Regions from separate parts of the Zea mays genome. Here region 2 is linked to region 1. A link is a contact called in public Hi-C data. All regions are on one chromosome and are shown on one strand. Each heading gives the region's core, a stretch centred on a gene start, on an enhancer-like site or on the middle of the called end of the contact. The rest is flanking DNA. Distances are from core to core; before and after follow the strand shown. Region 1 has its middle 46 kb from the start of LOC100284492. Region 2 has its middle 98 kb from the start of LOC100284492.

Evidence for each region. A called contact is a pair of places that touch in the nucleus more often than the background predicts.
Region 2: a contact with region 1 is called in a Hi-C map of endosperm, with 4 times the contacts expected there. The contact joins two enhancer-like sites. A contact is called at or near these places in 3 of 25 Hi-C or Micro-C datasets (bundle sheath, endosperm and leaf).

What each region holds. Positions count from the first base shown.
Region 1 is chr5:48,740,471-48,746,239 of Zm-B73-REFERENCE-NAM-5.0, reverse strand. No RefSeq gene overlaps it. Among protein-coding and RNA genes, the nearest start is that of LOC100284492, 46 kb to the left of the region's middle. Within about 2 kb of position 3,364, at least 17 of the 20 cell types and tissues checked have an H3K27ac peak or open chromatin away from gene starts, as enhancers often do. A contact at or near this core is called in bundle sheath, endosperm and leaf, where this site is marked.
Region 2 is chr5:48,884,227-48,889,995 of Zm-B73-REFERENCE-NAM-5.0, reverse strand. No RefSeq gene overlaps it. Among protein-coding and RNA genes, the nearest start is that of LOC100284492, 98 kb to the right of the region's middle. Within about 2 kb of position 2,540, at least 17 of the 20 cell types and tissues checked have an H3K27ac peak or open chromatin away from gene starts, as enhancers often do. A contact at or near this core is called in bundle sheath, endosperm and leaf, where this site is marked.

The sequences.
Region 1 (5,769 bases), core at 2,115-4,614:
CACTTTTGATAGAAATTTGGGGTAGTTTCTTCTTAGATAATCCTCTGTTTCCCATGTGGCTTGCTCTTCGGTGTGGTTGCCCCATTGGACTTTATACATCTTAACTGCCCGGTTGCTAGTGGATCTGCTTCTGTGGTCTAGGACCTTGACAGGGTGTTCTTTGTAGGTCAAGTCTTGTTCTATCTCCACCTCTGGTTCAGTCAGAATCTTTGTTGGTACTCGGACACACTTCTTCAGCTGAGATATGTGGAATACATCATGTATTGCTCACAGCTTAGGTGGTAGCTTCAGTTTGTAAGCTATTGGTCCACATGCTTCCATGATCTCATAAGGTCCAATATAGCGAGGAGCTAATTTTCCTTTAATTCCAAATTTTTGCACACCTTTGGTGGGTGAGACCTTGAGATAAACATGATCTCCCACTTCAAACTATAGGGGCTTTCTTCTTTTGTCATGATAGCTCTTTTGCCTAGTTTGAGAAGCCTCTAAGTTCTTAATGATTCTGACCTTTTCTTCAGCCTCATGTACTAGGATAGGCCCAAAGATTTCCCTCTCACCCATTTACGACCAATTAAGGGGTGTTTGACACCTCCTCCCATACAAGGCTTTGAAGGGTACCATCTTCAAACTGGTTTGGTAGCTGTTGTTGTAAGAGAACTTGGCTAGTGAAAGGCACATGTCCCTGTTCTTGACATAGTGGATCACACATGCCTTAGCATGTCTTCAAGAATCTGGTTTGCCCTCTTATTTTGGCCATCGGTCTAAGGATGGTATGTTGAGCTTCTAATTAGGGTTGTTCCAAGGGACTCATGTAGTTGTTCCCAAAAGCGTGCTATGAACTGAGCTCCCCTATCAGATATAATGGTCTTGAGTATCCCATGCAAGCATACCACTTGATCGATGTAGATCTCTGCATATTTTTCTGCTCGGTGGGTGGTATGCACTGGCAATAAATGAGCTCTCTTGGTTAGCCCATCTACAATAACCCAGATAGAATCATGGTGTCGAGAGGTATTGGGTAATCCAACAATAAAATCCATGATGATATCTTCCTATTTCCAGGATGGAGAAAGAGTGGTTGTAAGGTGCCTGCTATCTTCAAGTGACTTGCTTTAATCCTTTGGCAGGTGTCAGACTTAGACACGTACTTAGCAATTTCCCTCTTCGTCGTAGTCCACGAATATAGGGATCGAAGGTCGTGATACATCTTGTTACTTCCAGGGTGCATGGAAAATTTTGTGAGATGAGCCTCGTCCAAAATCTTCTTCCTTAGATTATGATCCATAGGAACAACAAGTCGGACCTCAAACCATAATATGTCCTTGCTGTCTTGATGAAAACATTTATATTTTTTCACTTTCTGGGTGAGCATATCTTTGATGATTTGGACTCCCTTGTCCCCAAGCTGTGCCAAGATGATTTGATCTTGCAAGGTTGGCTCGATCGAGATATAATCCAAAGTTCCCGAGGAAACTACTTCCATGTTCAACCTGTTCAACTCATCGCATAAGGCGATGACATGAGAATCCATGGTCAGGCAATTGCATTGGGACTTGCGGTTTAATGCATCTGCTACCACGTTTGCTTTCCCAGGGTGACAATGCTCTTCCAGATCATAATCTTTGATTAGTTCTAGCCATCTCCTCTGTCTCATGTTGAGGTTAGCCTGGGTGAATATATACTTGAGGCTCTTGTGGTCAGTGTAGATGTTACATCGGGCTCTCATCAAGTAGTGCCTCCGGATTTTTAAAGCATGGACTACAACTTCTAGTTCCAAGTCATGGGTTGGATAATTCTGCTCATGAGTCCTGAGTGCTCTTGAAGAGTATGCAATGACACAATTGTCTTGCATCAGAACACATCCAAGTCATGTACCCGAAGCATCGCGATATACGTCGAAAGACATGGTGTTGTCGGGTTGTGTAACATCCAAAATCCTATTTTTGGATTTATAAAAGATTCTTCAAAAGATTAAACATTAAAATGTCTTTCGATATGGATCCCTCTCTTTTAAAGTTATTCTCTCCTAAAATAAATAGATGGCAACACTAAAACATCGTTGATCAAACATAGAACCTAAAACTTTTTTTTGAAATTGTAATTTAAATTGAAATCCAGAAAAGAAAACGTAACAATAAAAGGGCCCTTCCATCTACTAGCTAAAGTGGTATTTCTCTCATGAACCACATAATTAGAACTACTTTAACAAAAATATTGGAGGATATGTGTTAAGTTCCTCCAAAGTAAATAATTCATGGTAAGGATTATATACTAACTCTTCCAAAATAAATAAGAATAGAAAATTATATGTTCAAAAGGGATATACTTTCTAATAGAAGATTGAACATAAAGATTTCCAATTTATTTGGTGAATACGCTAACTTTACAAAAGAATTTATTTGAATAAGTAAAATAACTGATATAAAATTTAATATCTTGCATCTCATGCTCTTTTGATTGTTGCATTTGAATTGTGTGAATCAACACTAGAACTTAGTTTGAAAACAAATTTGAAATTGAATAGGAAACTAAAACATAAATAAAAAAAGAAAAATCGTACTTGGCCTGATTACTTGCCGGCCCAGCTTCATCACACCGCTGCCGGCCACCCTAAACCTAGCTCGATCCAGCCCCACACCTAAAAGCCTGATGCCTTGGCCATATGGACCCAGGAGACCTCAGCTAATGACGGGTGGGCCACCCTCGTCAGCACCATCTCCTCGTAACAAACCAGATGCAGTCAGCGTGGTTGTTGCGCCAGCCGAGATCATCGCGCGCTGGTTCTCGAAGTCGTTCGCCGCATAAACCGCCAAACATCGGAGTCGTCTTCCCAGCAGATAAATAGGAACCAATAATCCTCTCCATCCAACATTATCTCTCAGCGCCTCGTCACCATCTAATCGAGAAGGAAAAAGAGCCGCCGCACCCTCAACTCGTCGCTGATATCGCTCGGGCTCTGGGTGGTGGTTGGGGAGCATCGCTTGCTCATGTAGCAGATAGTAGTGGCGAAACCAGGTGTGGAGACCCTTGTAGCCATCACAACTCCTTGCTTGGGGAAGCGTTCCCCATGGATCTGCTCATTGGTGTGGACGAGTATCGCTGCGCCCTGGGATCTCCGGTGAGTATGCCTCCATCAAATTTGTTGTGTCTTAGGCATCGGGTAGAGGATTTTGGTGTGAGGTTTTGGGCTCAACGCAGCTGGATCATTACACGCTGGCGTCGGGCGGCCATGAAGAGAGAGAAACGGTGATAGGAGGGCGCAAGGAGGAAGATACTTAAGGGTCGTTGGATCCGTGGCATGCGATGTGGATTAGAGTGTACCGATGTGTGCTTGGGTCGTTGATCCGGCAATGGGCACTCCAGATTAAATGTAGATTCTGGGTCGTCGATCGGGGATCGGAAGGCTGAAGCTAACTCGTGGTGTGGGTGATCTTTGGTCCGTGGATTTTGGATCTAACGGCCATCGCTCCATGTCGAATCAATGAGGGCAGCGAGTTAATCTGATTCGTGGGTTGCGGATCGTGTGGTTCTCATGCGATGATACCCCTTCGCTTGTCAATATTTCAAAAGAGTCTATGAATATTTGAAAACAACTCGCACTCCAGTCATATGTACAGGGGCTCATGGATTCTTGCAAGACAGACCCTGATCTTCTTATAAATGATGGCCGCGGTCCCTGATTGCGGGATAAATAAATAGAATGAATTATATAAGCTAGAAAATCCCTGAAAATGAATGGATAGTATTAGAATAATCCTAGAATCATAGAAAATTCATATCTCCTAAATTTTAGCTCTGATTTGATCCATTCCAGTTGCATAATCTCATATTAATATTCTTTATCATCTAGTAACTTTATTTTGTCATGAAATCTAGGATAAAATTATGCACTTAATTTCTTTTGTACCCCACACTTAAATCTTTAGAAAATCAAAACTTTTAAACCGTAACTCCAAATTTAGTGGTTCTCGAGCCTACGATCTCGTTACGATACGTAGAACATTATTATGCAGTTTGTGGTTATGTTTAGTGTGATGTTAATTTTGCTTATACCATGTTTGTTTGTATTGCTACGACTAGCAGCGAGGTTACGAATCACTTGAAGAGCAAGTTGGTACATGGGAATCTCAAGTCTAAGGCAAGTTGTGCCCTTGATCACTTTTCTTTACCTAATAGAGTTCTGGTTAATCAATGTGACATGCTCAGGTTAATTTGATGGGGCCCAATAGATTTCCCTAGCATTATTTATCCCCCACCTTGCAAACAGATGAACTATTGGATAGATTTGCTATTGCTCTACCTAGTTTTGGGAAATTAATGTTTTATTATGTTCATGTTCCAATTATGTTGTTATTTTAATTACTCTTCATGATAAGATCGTATTGTTAATTGGAACATGGAGAACCACCCGAGAAAACAGTGCTACCACAAGGGTGGTAAGGGACGTCATTGACTGACTAATTATGAAAGCTAGTGGAACACTACCTTACCCGAAAGGGGCAAGGGCGGTAGGGGAGCTACGTATAGGGAGGTTCTCGGGTCGATCATACTGCGATGGCTTTTTGGATGAGGGATTCCTATATTGCCCTTCTCAGAAACCGTAGCGGGTTTTCGGAAGCTAGTGGAACTTTGTAAAGGCCTCGTAGTGCTATCCTGCCTCGTCTCCTCGACATAGATGAATGGGAAGTCGCGATCCCTTGGCAAATGGGTAACACGACTTGTGGGTAAAGATGCGCAGCCTCTGCAGAGTGTAAAACTGGTATATCAGCCATGCTCACGGTCATGAGCATCTCGAACACTCACATGATTAAATTAAAGAATTAAACTTAACTTGTCATATGCATTGCACTGTGGGTGTTATTATTAATTTAATCTCCTATTTATTTGGGTCGGTATCTACTTGCATTTAGTAACTGCTAATAAAATTTTGACCAACATTAAAAGCAATGCTTAGCTTTAACCATCTCCTTTGGTAAGCCTTACACTTCACATGAGCTCCCACCTTTGGTGAGTTCATGCATGTTATTCTCCACAACTTGTTGGGCAATGAACTTATGTGAACTCACCCTTGTTGTACTCACATCCCCCAAATCAAGAACAGGTACCACAAGATGAGGCGTGTAAAGGATGTCGTGATGAGTTCATGAGTGGTCTAGGTCGTCGTCTCCCAGTCAACTATGGTTGTTGGATCGTTTGTCTCCATATGATATAATTATTTAACTATTTTGTACACAACTCTGTTATATATAAATGTTGTGACATTTGTTTCTGTACCATGAGTCATCATATGTGTGAGACTTGATCCTAGCACAATTGGTGATTATTTCGCGCCTGGGTTTTGGACCCCTAAAACTCGGGTGTGACAGGTTGTGCTAACACGGGTGCGGTTGTCAGGTGCTGCCTTAAAGTGTGAAAGGCATCTTTGTATTTCTGACTCCATTCAAATTTGACTCCCTTCTTCAAAAGCTCAGTCATTGGTTTGGCAATTCTAGAAAAGTCCGGAATAAATCGCCGATAATATCCTGCTAATCTCAGAAAACTATGAATCTCTCTAACCGTAGTAGGAGGCTTCCATTCCATCACTTTGTGTACCTTGTCGCGATCAACTACTATCCCTTCCTGAGAAATTGTGTGACCTAAGAACTTAATTTGCTTCAGCCAGAATTCACATTTAGAAAATTTGGCCTACAAGTGGTGATCTCATAGGCGTTGGAGTAATATGTGCATGTGCCTTATATGTTCCTCTTCATTCTTCGAGTATACAAAGAT
Region 2 (5,769 bases), core at 1,291-3,790, 140 kb before region 1:
AGCTGACTGGGAGACGCCACCTAGATTAAATCAAACTCCTTGTTGGGCGGCTCCTCTTGAACCACCTGTTCTTCTCCTATGGGAGGTGTGAGACAGCAAGAGTGAGCACACATACGTTCATAGCTCAACAAGTTGTGGGAATAATGTGCATGAACTCACCAAAGGTGGGAGTTCATGTGAAATGTAAGGCTGATCAACAAAATAAAGGTTGAAGCTGAGCATTGCTTTTATAAGTTGGTCAAAATTTTATTAGCAGTTACTAAGTGTAAGTAAATACCAAACCATAGTAATAATAATTAAAAGTAATAATAAAATAATCCCAATGTGATGCAAATGACAAATTGAATTTAATTCCATAAATTAATCATGTGAGGGTTCGAGCTGCTCATGACCGTCAGCACGACTAGTATACCAGTTTTACACTCTGCAGAGGTTGCGCAACTTTACCCATAAGTCATGTTACCCATCTACCAAGAGAAGGCCAATCCCATACACCTCTACCGAGGAGGCGAGGCAGGGTAACACTACGAGGCCTTTACAAAGTTCCACTAGCTTCAGAAAACCCGCTACAGTTTATAGGAAGCTCCAATGTAGGGATCCCTCGCCTGACCGCCATCGTAGCAAAATCAACAAAAGGACCTCCCTACACTGACCACTCCCCTACTGCCCTTGCCCCTTTCGGGTAAGGTAGTCATCCACTAGCTTTCCTAATTAATCAGCCAAGGGTGTCCCATACCACCCTTGTGGTAGCACTGTTTTCCCGGGTGGTCACTCCATGTTCCAATTAACATAATGATCTTAACATGAACAATAATAATAAACTGATAATAAGAGTGTGAACATGAATAATGTATCTCCATACCCAAATCCACATAAAGCAATAGCAAGTACTACTCAAAAAGTTCAGTAGAGTCAAGGTATAAAGATAGTCAAACTAGGGTAACCTAAAGGATCCCATCAAAATTAACCTATGCAGATCATTATGATTAATAAGAATATGACTAGGTAAAAAGAAGTGATCAAGGGCACAACATGCCTTCAACGAGCTCCTTCTCAGCAGTCTCCACCTACTGAACCCCTGGATCCTCTGTGGCTTCTCATCTACTCGCATCAGTACAAACATACATAGTATAGCAAAAATTAACATCACACCAATCAATAGAACAGAATGCATGATAATATTCTACACTGTGTAACGAGATCATTGGAACAAGAACCACTAAATTTGGATCTACGGTTATTAAGTTATGAATTTCCGAAGTTATTGAGTACTTAGAATAGATTAATTCAAATAAACAATTTTAATTCAAGTTTCATGTCTAAACAGAGGTACTAGGTGATGAAGAATATTAAAACAAAATTAATGCCACTGGAATGGATCAATTTGGGGTTAAAATGAATTTAATATGAATTATACAAATTTCTGGAATAATTTTTGTACTAAAAATTGATTTCTATATTCATTTATCTGTTTTTATCAACGGTCGGGGTTGCGTGCACTAATACTGACAAGTAAAGGGGCCAACCTATAAAACTCTTTAGACTCAGTCATCTACTAGGACGGACCGCTGGTTGAATCACTATAAACAGAAGGGCTCATTTGTTCTTGCGTCTGAAGGGGTACCGTGGTCCCACGGCCATCCGATCTAGAATGAGGCGCCCAAATTAGATCAACCCCCATCCCGAATCGGTATTCAATAGGACTCGCCCGATCGTGATCGAACTGTCCTGGTGCACTCTGGTTGAATTGTTACGCTAGGCGAAATCACAGCCGTAGGATCCAGGATCAACAGCACCGATCTAACAAGACCTAACGGGTTCGCCGAACTAATCTCTGTCGCTGGTGCAAGATCGGACGGATGCGCCCCCGTCTTCTTCGCCCGGTCGTAGAGCACGGAAGCGTCACCGATCCCCGCGACGGAGAACACAACGGCGACGGCTAACCGACCCCTGGACGACCTATTACTAAATTCAACGATCGTATACAATAACAGATAGGTAGAGAACTCGAAGCAGGCAACATACCGAGGATTTGGGCCGCACAAACCCTGGTCCACAGTACAGGATGGCCCCGCGGCGGAGCGGATGTCCGTCGAGAAATTCCGGCGCCACTAGTGCCACACTTCCCCGATTCGGACACACGCACGATTAGTGTGACTTAGAGGAGCACCAGGGACCCTTCTCCAGCCACGATCGTCGATGATAACTCGTAGCGTGGCTACAGCAGAATTCTTCTCCCACGGCGGCGGTGGGAACCAGTCGCGCGACACGGTCCTTCTACGTGGATGAAGCAATTGGGTTCGGGCGCACGGCGTAGGCGACCTAGACTTAAGTAGTCCGAGGGCGAGGCCACAACGGCCGCGACCGAAGCGGGCGGGTACGACGAGGTCGGCCATGAGCAGGGAGCTCGGGTTCTGTTGCACGCCCGCGATTCCATCGAAGGGGATGTCACTGACTTGCTGGGCCCACCGAGCAGTCTAACCAACGTGTACAGCCGGAAGGGGAAATCGAGCTGACCACTTGGGCCCATGTGTCATTGGTTTAGGGAGTTCATTGAGCTGGCGGCCCCACCTGACAGTGTACCGCCCGCGCGAGCGTGGGATATGCTGACCTGCGGGCCCCGGATGTCGGCGCCACCATAGCAGAAGCGAGATCAGGGCTGCGCAAAGGAAATGGCTAGATGGGCCAAATGGAGCGGTGCTCAGCCCATGCGCGGGTAATTCCCTTCTCTTTTTCTTTTTTCTGGTTTCTTTTCATTTTTTTTCTAAATTTGAATTCAAATATTGTTGTGAAGTTCATGCTTAGATGAAATATTCAAATTCAAATATTTGTATGACAGGTGCATTTATATATATATATTCTTTATATTTATATAATATTTCCCTTATTCTCTTCATCATTTGTTTCTTTTCTTTTCTAAGAGATAAGTTTGGTCTAAATTCCAAATTTGGGCACTAACATATTTTCATTAATATTATATTTATTATTTATAGATGCAACAACACATAAATTCCAACATGATGCACATTTTATTGAAGAATTATTCTCTTTCAGTATGTGTCCTAATAGTTCCCATGAATGAAAAGGCCTCACACAAAAAGGTTTATTCCACACTTTTATATTCCAAAGTTGGGTATTACAGTGTGTGTGATGCCAAATTGAGTATTATCTCAAAAGTTAGTGGAAATGTTCATAAGAGACTAAACTTGATGGATTTGAGTGGCACACAAACCCTAGAACAGTCAAAACCCTATAAGAGCCCTGGAAACCTTAATTTGTGTCGTATAAGGTGATTTCAATTTCTATGCACTTTTGAACCAAAGTGCATATATCAAGTGGTAGAGTATCAAAAACTAAACAACTTTTACATTGGAAGATTTTCAAGTATTGTGGAGCAAATTGGAGTAATTTGCAAAAAGCCCCAATGGCACCATATGGCTTAAACCCTAAAATCAGTGACATTAGACCAAGTTTGGAACCTTGTATTCTTAATCCATGGAGATTCTGCCCCAAGTCATTACAACAAAATGGTAGAGCTATGTTAGTAGTTCAAGTTTGATTAAGTGACTAAGCCTTGGAGCTGTATGGAAATAGGAGAAAAATGGACCTGAAGTTAAGATATCAGTCACCCTTGATACTGAAATTCGACTAACAGTGAACTAGGATGAACTTTGAGATCGATTTTGCATAGGATCCAGTGGATGTTTGATCGAGGTTGCTATAACAAAATCAAAGCTGGTTTGTTGAAGAACAACTTTGCTACAGACGGATTAGTGGGTTGTTCCATAAAAATTTGAGGAAAGAGTTCCTAAACTTGCTCTGTCAGAACGACTTATTGGGATCACGATGGTATAGTGAACTGAACAAGAATCCAGGTTCAGCGCATCTCGTCGCCGATGAACTCACGCCGCGATCCACGCCAGCGTTGCGATTCGTGCCCAGTGGTGCGCGGATATCTACGTGAGGTGAAAGATCTCGCGCGGAGGATGAACTTGGGGCACTGTTACTGCTCAGTCGTCGTACTCACTTGACCGACAACGTGGCCGCGCGACCGCCGTCATCGTGCCCGCCGTTCACCTCGGTCACGACACGCCTTAAGTTGTTTCACCACATCGTCGTGGGCCGTGAAGACTAAGTCGTGACTGACGTAAACCCTTTTCCCAGTAAATGCCACAATAAGCGACTCCGGTGACTCACCTTGCTCCGGTCGCCAGCTTGCCTTTCCCAAATTTGGAGCCACCGCTTGCCGACGCTATAAATTGAGTGTACGAAAATACTAGATATCGATATCACATTAAAACTATAGCTATGGCATTCTAATTTTAAGCGGATTTAATTCGAACAGCACACAACATTAAACTATGTGTAAGCATTTTACTCTCCTAAAACCTATCCCGACGGACTTATAGAACTTAGGGTCATTACTTGCTTCAATTAACTTGTATAAAACATCAACTATCAAATCATCACATTTAACACAATTAGCCTAAACACAACTCACCAGCTAATTAATTAAATGCTAAACTTATCCCTCGCTTTATAAATTATACCACTTTGATTACAAAGAGCTATTTTAATTTTATTTCGCATCACACATATTTAATTAATCTATCTAACAATTCGGCTAACAAAAATGTGCGCCAATAATAAGTTTAGCTCAGATCCACTACATCGATTAACGAATACTAATTCGGACTTTTCGTCGATTACACGTTAAATACCGCACTAATACTAAATTCACTCGAAACTGCGGCATCGATAGTGGGTTCTAGTTCGAGTCTTTTCTCAAACTAATAGAATCGAACACTCGAGAAAAACACGTCAGCTAGCCGTTAGAAACACTGACCTACGAACTGACGAATACTAGACGACGTGGTTAATTCAACACATAACGCTCTTGCTAAAAATACGAGAATCAACGTAACCTACATAACTATCGATCCATTCATTAAAATAAAATAATAAAAGTAGAGAATCAGCTCACCATAATCAAATCAACTTGGCAGATGTGAGACGACGATGATCTCCAGTTCGAGCCTTTTCTTGAGCATCTAGCGAGTGATGCACACAAGTTCTATTCTTGACTAGATACTCGGGGGATTTGTTTTGGTCGAGCAAGTGGCGCGTGGTCAGCACAAGAGTGTCTTTACGGCTTGTTGGCGTAGACGAGGATGGCGATCGACGGCATTAGCGTGTCAGCACAACAATTTTCATTTGACGAAGACGATGGCATGACAACTCGTCCAAGCTGAGGCGAGCGCGATTCAGATACCACAGCAGCACGCCAACAAGTCCACGATGACACAACGAGGTGGACGCGACAACGTACGGCCCAACGGGCAAAAAGGGCGCGACGGCTGGTGAGCTGGGCTAGCTCGGATAGAGACAGCCGACATGATGACCATGGTGAATAGAAAATTGACGACCGGCAACGGACATGGCAGGTTCGACACAGCGCTGGGCTCCATGGGAGGGGCAGGGAGCCGGGAGCAGGGGCGCGGTGGCCAGTTGCCATGACCGAGCAGGGAATGACGGCTATCGGGTCGGCGACCATGCACTCTTTGTTGTCGCCAAGGACCATGGAGTGTAGGTGCTGAGCGCCATGGATTGGAGCTGGGACGGCTGGCGAAGGGAGCGAGCTGGAAGAGGAGACCGGCCAGGAACTCGCGAGCAGGATCCAAGCCAGCCATGGCGAGAACAGAGGAGTGGACGCGGTGGCTACCTGGGTGTTCAATGCCGGCAAGGCGAGCCAGAGCCGCGTCCAAGCGC